Linked DNA regions of Hordeum vulgare: region 2 is linked to region 1. The links are chromatin contacts, called in public Hi-C maps. All regions are on one chromosome and are shown on one strand. Each heading gives the region's core, a stretch centred on a gene start, on an enhancer-like site or on the middle of the called end of the contact. The rest is flanking DNA. Distances are from core to core; before and after follow the strand shown. Region 1 holds the start of LOC123401461 (ATP-dependent zinc metalloprotease FTSH 7, chloroplastic). Region 2 holds the start of LOC123403746 (poly(U)-specific endoribonuclease-B-like).

Region 1 (3,470 bases), core at 900-3,399:
ATGTAAACATACACAAACATCTTACTAGATTACCCCTTGCAACTATCAACACACATCGGTACAATATTTCCAGTCTGTGAAATTTCTAATCTGTGGATCAAATTAAGGACTGCATGTTCCTGTATTAGGCTAGGTACATAAGTTGACATATCAAACTGGGGTTCAATTTATCGTTTTTTCATGTGAAGAAATCCATCACCAGTTCCATCCTGCTATTAACTCGTTCGTATGTAGTTCTGTAAAATCTTGAGTGTACAGTTACTAGGAAGCTAGATTGAAGTTTTTGTCACCTAGACTTTTGATATGCTACAGTTGTGTGGTGGCCCAACAAGGGAAGAAAAAAACAGCGAGCAAAATGCTTGTGAGTTGCGATTCTAAGACTCGGTATTGCAAATTTGTATTTGTCAAACTGATATCAGCGCAGAATGGTGGAACTTAATTTTCTGCTTTGGATTGGGGGAACGAAAGAATTAATGAAGTTGCAGTTGCTAACAGAAAACAAAATCAAAAGAGAAGCGTGTACTTCTACATTACTCTTGACAATAACTTAACCCTTCCTTTTGCACGTGAAAGCAAGGAAACAGATTCAACTTTACGTTCTTATAAATCTTGGTTTAGGGATAACCAAAACAGCAAAGGATGCTAGATTGCTTAAGCATCTAGAACGATTGTGGGGTGGATTAAATATGTAGCTATGGAGTACATACTAACAAAATTTAGCAACAAGTACTTTTGTTTGCTTGCCATAAAAAGCAACCGCTGGGAGAAGTGAGCAAATGTTCTGCTTTTGTTTCAAGAAGAACAAAAAAAAATGGATTCTAGTCTCTTGCGTGTTGACACATAACAAACACCGATCTTTCTTTCCTCCTTCATTGTAAGTACATCACATGTAGCTAGTTAGCGTATATAAAATCTAGATTGCTGAAACAAACCATACTAAGGGAAATAACATTACAAATTATTCCTCCTTTTCTAAACTAAACACAATCTCCGTCACCATATGTCATATTTCCCCTGTTCCCTATTGACATGTCACTAATGGTCTAAAATGCTATTACTGCAACAATTTTCAAACCAAAATAGTCAAGCATGTAAAACACAGAAAACTTTCAGCTGAAGTTCCTTACCAAGGCTGAATTGAGCATGCCACCGGACCTCCTATCTGGCGACCCAAACTCAACACTATTCTCCACCATCTTCTCATATGGAGTCTTAATGTCCACTGGGCGTGTCGTTGTGAAGACGATTCTCCTTGAAATGGCAGCATTATCAGCAACACCATCTGTTTGTGTTTGTGGCTGCTCCACCACACTGGCCTCAACCTCGGGACGGAGCCGGAACATAACGTGCACCCCATCCACCTCAACCTTTTTCACCTGGTCCTTATCAATGCTCGCCAGGAAGTCGCTGTAGGGGACGCTGATGTAAGTGGTCTGTGGCCTGGGCTCCGAGCCAGGCAACGTGATCTCCGGCCGCAGCATGCGGAGGGCGAATATGGCAAACCCGAGCTGTAGCAGGAGGAACCCCATCTCCCGGCCCTGCACTATGGGCTCCCAGAACCATCGGCCAACACCGCCGCCCTTGACCACCCGCCGGCGCCACTTGTTCTCCCCCCTCTTGGACGAAGAGGGCGGCGAGGGCGGCGTCGCGGCCGCGGTGGTGGTGCTCGTGCCCGCGCTATCACCTCCTTGCTCCGCCGCCGCGTCGCGGTCGCCGTCCCCGGTGGACGAGGCCTCTCCCGACCCGGAGGCGCCGTCGCCGTCGCGCTCGACGTTGGCGCGCGCCGCCGGCGGGCAGCGAATGCGGCGATGGATGAGGGCGAACCCAAGGCCCCGGGGCGGCACCGCGGATAGGCGGACCGACGCGGCGCTGCCTCTGTAAGCAGGTCGCCTGCGGAGGGGGCGGAGGAGCGACCGGGAGGGGGGCACGACGGGGAGCGAGACAAGGGTTTCGGCGGCGGCGGAGGCCATGGGAGAGGGAGGGGAGGCGCGCCCCGAACCCTAGATTCGCGACCGGGGGGACGGGGGCAGCCCGAGGACCTCGCGTGGAGGAATCGATGGGGGGAGGGGGCGGAGTGAGGCGGGGAGATGAGGAACAGACGAAGGCAGAGGACGAGACGAACCGAGACGGGGGAGGGAAGGGTGTCGCCCTTGGTTGGCTGCGCCTGCGTATCTCGCCGTCACGCCGGGCTGTTAATCCGGTTCGGGTAAAATACCTACGGTCACCGAGGGGTACGCGGCGCATTGCTCACTGACGCGTGGGCCCCGTTCATGGGCCGCGTTTCCTTGGGCCCGCTTTCAGTGGAAAGCTGCGGCGTTTCTTGGGTTTCTGTGGCTTATCCGTTCCGTGGAGATATGGCACGCGGCCGGCGGAGAGGGAGGGGGGTTAACGGGATAGCTCCTCCTTGTCAGTGGGAGCAGGGGGCGTGAGTCAGAAGGTGGGGTTACTCCAGATATTTGGCGCGTCGGATGGTGCAGGACGACGAGCTGCCCGTGTCCACATAAACGATGAACGACTGCCGAATTTGGGAGCATATCTTCTACGGCAGAGGAGGAAAAACAAATGGTTTGCTAATTTTGTGTCAAAATCCATTTTTTAGCCCACACTTATCTCCACTCGTGCAGAATAAAAAAATCAATATAAATGCTAAAAAATTCAAAAAAACGGTCGATAACTTTTATGTGTGAGGTCCGTTGTAATTTTTGAATCATTTGAACATCTAAACAGCTTTCGGTAAAAAAGATAAATTTAGAATCACTAAAAAAGTGTATTGTTCATGCATTATTTTGATTCGTTTTTTTTTGCCGAGAGTTGTTTAGATGTTTAAATGATATAAAAATTGGAATGGACCTCATGCATCAAAGTATCTATCAAGAAAAAAAATTAGAAATATTTTAATTTTTTTAGTACTTGATTTGATATATTTTTAACCGGGTGCGGATGTGTCTGAGCACCGAAACGCTGCACTCAATTTTGTATGGATTTTTTTAGCAAACATACACATTCTTTGTGAGTAAGATAAAGAAGTATTTTGTCTGTTTTAAAATAAATGTCTTAATTTTATAGTATTAACTTAAGTAAACAAATATTTAGATTGAGACACTTATTTCATAATGGAGGGGGTACTACTCCTATAACGGAATAACTGCAAACAAGTATAGTCAGTAAGCAAAATTGTAAAACGCTGGAAACATGTGTAAATAGTAACCGTGACTAAATTTACAATCTAATTATACTGGTTTTTTGGGCTTACTAGGTAAGTGCACGGGAGAGCATTAGGCCAACTCCACCGCACGATCCTAAACGGACGTCCGGTTTGGCCGGATTTTGTTCCTTTAAAACGGCAATGGGTTCGCCCACGTCCACCTCTGTCCGTTGGGTCGTGCGTGCGTCTACCGTGCGGCCGCACCCAAATCATGTCCGTGTTGGACTTGATTAAAAAAATAGGAAAACTCAACTAAAAATAAATA
Region 2 (3,427 bases), core at 177-2,676, 370 kb before region 1:
AGCAACAAAAACCAATATTTTTTATTGTTTTGATAGGCGGGAGCCAGGCCACTTTGCCTTTTCCCTTTCCCCTCTACATCCTTTTTTTTTGTTTCCCTTCATTCCCTTTCCTCTAACTGTGCTGTTGTCAGCCCTTTCTTCAGACGAATATGTTAGCTAAGGCAATGCCTAGGCGCCTTGATATTATTATTATTTTTACTTTTTGTGCCTATTTTGAGGTGCCTTTGATATCATTCTTTCCAAATACTATGTGTGATGTGTTTTTTCAGAAGGTAAAGAAGGCTTCAAAGCATGTCTGAGATCGGTCCAACTTGAGCTTCTAACATAAAAATATTGACAATTGAACATTATAACCAATAAGGATCTGCAGCAAGGGGAAATTAATGATGGAAAACCAACCCATTTCCTTTCAGTAATGACTAAATTTATTTATATCAGCAGAATAAGATAGTAACAAATGTATGTCGAATAATCTACTCGCTACTCCCTCCGTTCCTAAATATAAGTCTTTATAGAGGTTTCACCAGTGGACCACATACGGATGTATCTAGACATACTTTATAGTGTATATTCATTCATTTTGCTCCGTATGTAGACCCCTAGTGAAATGTCTTAAAAGACTTATATTTAGGAACGGAGGGAGTAGAAACCAGTCAATAAGAGAGTAAAACAGGCATATAATCCTCATACAGTACACATAATTAATTGGATACCTGTTGTGATCTTTTACATTTCAAGGTCTGCTGATGCGGCCTGCGGTCCTGCCAGCCTCCGCCCTTTGTTTCACCCGTCTCACCCTAAAGATGACAAACACATCACAATGGAATCGGATGGGCTCCTAGCCTCTAAATACTCAAATGCCAAAGCAAAAGCACTCTAACCAGATTGCGCCGTTGAGTGGACGTGGGCGGGCAATGCCCGTGCTGCCTCCTACCATCTTCTGCCCTCTCCGGCCTCTCCTCTTGCTTCTCCTCGGATACTACCTGCAACAATTGAATAAGAGCATAGTCCGACGAGCCCCAGCCGAACTGTCTTTCCCTACAGCCTACATAATCATTATATCGAACAGCACGCGAGCACCTCGGCCCACGTCGGCCGGGCTATCTCCTGCCGGCCCCCTTCCCCTGGAGCGGCACCGGCACGGTTGACCGCCCTAGGCGCGGCGTCCCCAGCCCCGCCGTGTCCGTGCGAGGCGCCAGACAAGCCATTTACGAGACCGTCCATGGCGCCCGATCTCTCACCCTGGTTCGCCATCCTTCGGCGCTATAGATTTGAACCGAGGAACGATGGGAACGGGCGATATGATTGGTCCCCGGAATTTCCATGGGAGGGAGGGAGGGGGCGTCACCCATCGATCGGTGGGCGGTGGATGCACCGGGTGATTCCGGTTTGAGGTAGCAAGAGGGAAGGCGCGAACGTCGGGCGCGCGCCCATGCTCGTCGGGTGCCGTGGCCATGACTTTTCTTTTTTTCGATATTCAGTACAGCATATTACACATCCAGAGCTCTTATGCAGCGCCGCAGGCGCCCGTCGTATGGGCCAGCCCATTAACTTGCTGCTCATTTTTTTGTTTTTTATCTGTTTTTTTTTTCTGTTGATGCAATAGAAAAAAAACCCAGATTTTTCATTTGTTACAAAAAACAAAAAAGGTATACAGAGGCAGGCCCAAAAGTGTGTGTGCGGAGGAGGGGGTGCGCGGTTTGCGTCGCCCCACACGCGAAATAAAAGGTCCGCGTTAGACCGGATTAGAGTTGGCTATGTTTTCTTCTCTCTTCTATGAAATGAGGATAGACTAAAATATTAGAGAAACTAACTAAATGTTACCCTTTATGTGGACTTTCAGGAGTCACTATTAGTGGCCAGGGAACATGAAAATGACGTGTCGAGTTGTCGTCACATGTTATGTGTTGGACGCTTTCACAAGAAGCACATGTTTGTTTTTCGTGAAGGCGCAAATTTAAATTGACGAGAAGCACGAGATGTACACATTTACTTCTTGAAGAGGCACATATTTGATTCCGTGAGAAGCACAACTATAAATCACATTTGTGCTTCCCAAAAAGGGAAAATATGTGCTTTCACACGAAGCATAGATTTGCTTCCGCGAGAAGTTTTTTTCATGCAAGCATATATTTGCTTCCCCAAGAAGCAAAAAGGAAGAAGAATTATGATTCCTCGATAAGCACATATTTGCTTCACGTGAAGGCACAAATTTGAAAGACGGTGGCTTGCATCGATCTTTGCAGTCAATAGTGAGGTGGCCTTCAGCGCAGCAAATGAGACAGAAGAGGGGATTCACACTTAGATTTAAAAACCCAGAGCAGTGACAGGCGGAGCAAGTAAGAGTCGAGATAGGACCTGAGGATTGAGAGGCAGCACCATGCAAAAGGAGAGGGGAGAAGGGATCCCCAATAGCATCCGAAGAGGAGATCGGGTCAGAAGGACCGAACTTGCACGCCTTGTTTGGAAGGGTCGTAGCCAGAAAGCTCGGGGTGCCGCCCGCTAGATCCGGTAGCAGCAACTCCACCACCGCCATTGTACCCCCTTCCACCATAGCAAGCATCAGTCGGGGTCCGCCGAGCCACCGGGCGAGGCGACACCACAATTCCACGACCATATTCAGAGCTAGGACTGCTGATACGTCTCCAACATATCTATAATTTTTTATGGTCCCATGCTATTATCTTGTCAACTTTGGATGTTTTATATGCATGAATATGCTATTTTATATCTTTTTGGGACTAACCTATTAACTCAGTGTCAAGTGCCAGCTTTTGTTTTTTCCGTGTTTTTGGCCCATTTTCAGACGGAGTCCAAATGGAATGAAACTTTAGATGATTTTTTTGGACCAAAAGAGACCCCCGAAGCTTTAGGAGAAGGCCAGATGGGCCACGAGGGAGTCACAAGCCCTCACGCCGCCACCCCCTGGTGGTGGCGCGTAGGCTTGTGACCTCCTTGTAGGCCCAACTGACGCAATTCCACCGCCATAAATTCCTATAAATTCAGAAACCCCCAAAAAGAAACCTAGATCGGGAATTCCGCCGCCGCAAGCCTCTGTAGCCATCAAAAACCAATCTAGAGCCCGTTCCGGCACCCTGCCGGAGGGGGAATCCATCTCCGGTGGCCATCTTCATCATCCCGGCGATCTCCATGGCGAGGAGGGAGTAGTTCTCCCTCGGGGCTGAGGGTATGTACCAGTAGCTATGTGTTTGATCTCTCTCCCTCTCATGTTCTTGAGATGTCTTGATCTCGATGTACCATGGGCTTTGCTACTATAGTTGGATCTTATGATGTTCTTCCCCCTCTCCCTCTTGTAATGAATTGAGTTTCCCCTTTGGAGTTATCTTATCGGATTGAGTCTTTGAGAACACTTGATGTATGTCTTGCACGTGTCTATCTGCTGTGATCAACTTGCGGGTTTGTGACA

What was found. Hi-C and Micro-C count contacts between places; a contact is called where the count stands out from the background.
Region 2: a contact with region 1 is called in a Hi-C map of seedling, with 5 times the contacts expected there. The contact joins the promoter of LOC123403746 here to the promoter of LOC123401461 in region 1. A contact is called at or near these places in 2 of 6 Hi-C or Micro-C datasets (leaf and seedling).

Annotation. Positions count from the first base shown.
Region 1 is chr6H:401,657,342-401,660,811 of MorexV3_pseudomolecules_assembly, reverse strand. LOC123401461 (ATP-dependent zinc metalloprotease FTSH 7, chloroplastic) reads right to left here and starts at 2,149. Exons shown (of 13, transcript XM_045095286.1): 1 at 1,128-2,149. The coding sequence starts at 1,970.
Region 2 is chr6H:402,023,238-402,026,664 of MorexV3_pseudomolecules_assembly, reverse strand. It overlaps LOC123403746 (poly(U)-specific endoribonuclease-B-like), which reads right to left and starts at 1,426. Exons shown (of 7, transcript XR_006611546.1): 1 at 1,081-1,426; 2 at 882-983; 3 at 714-797.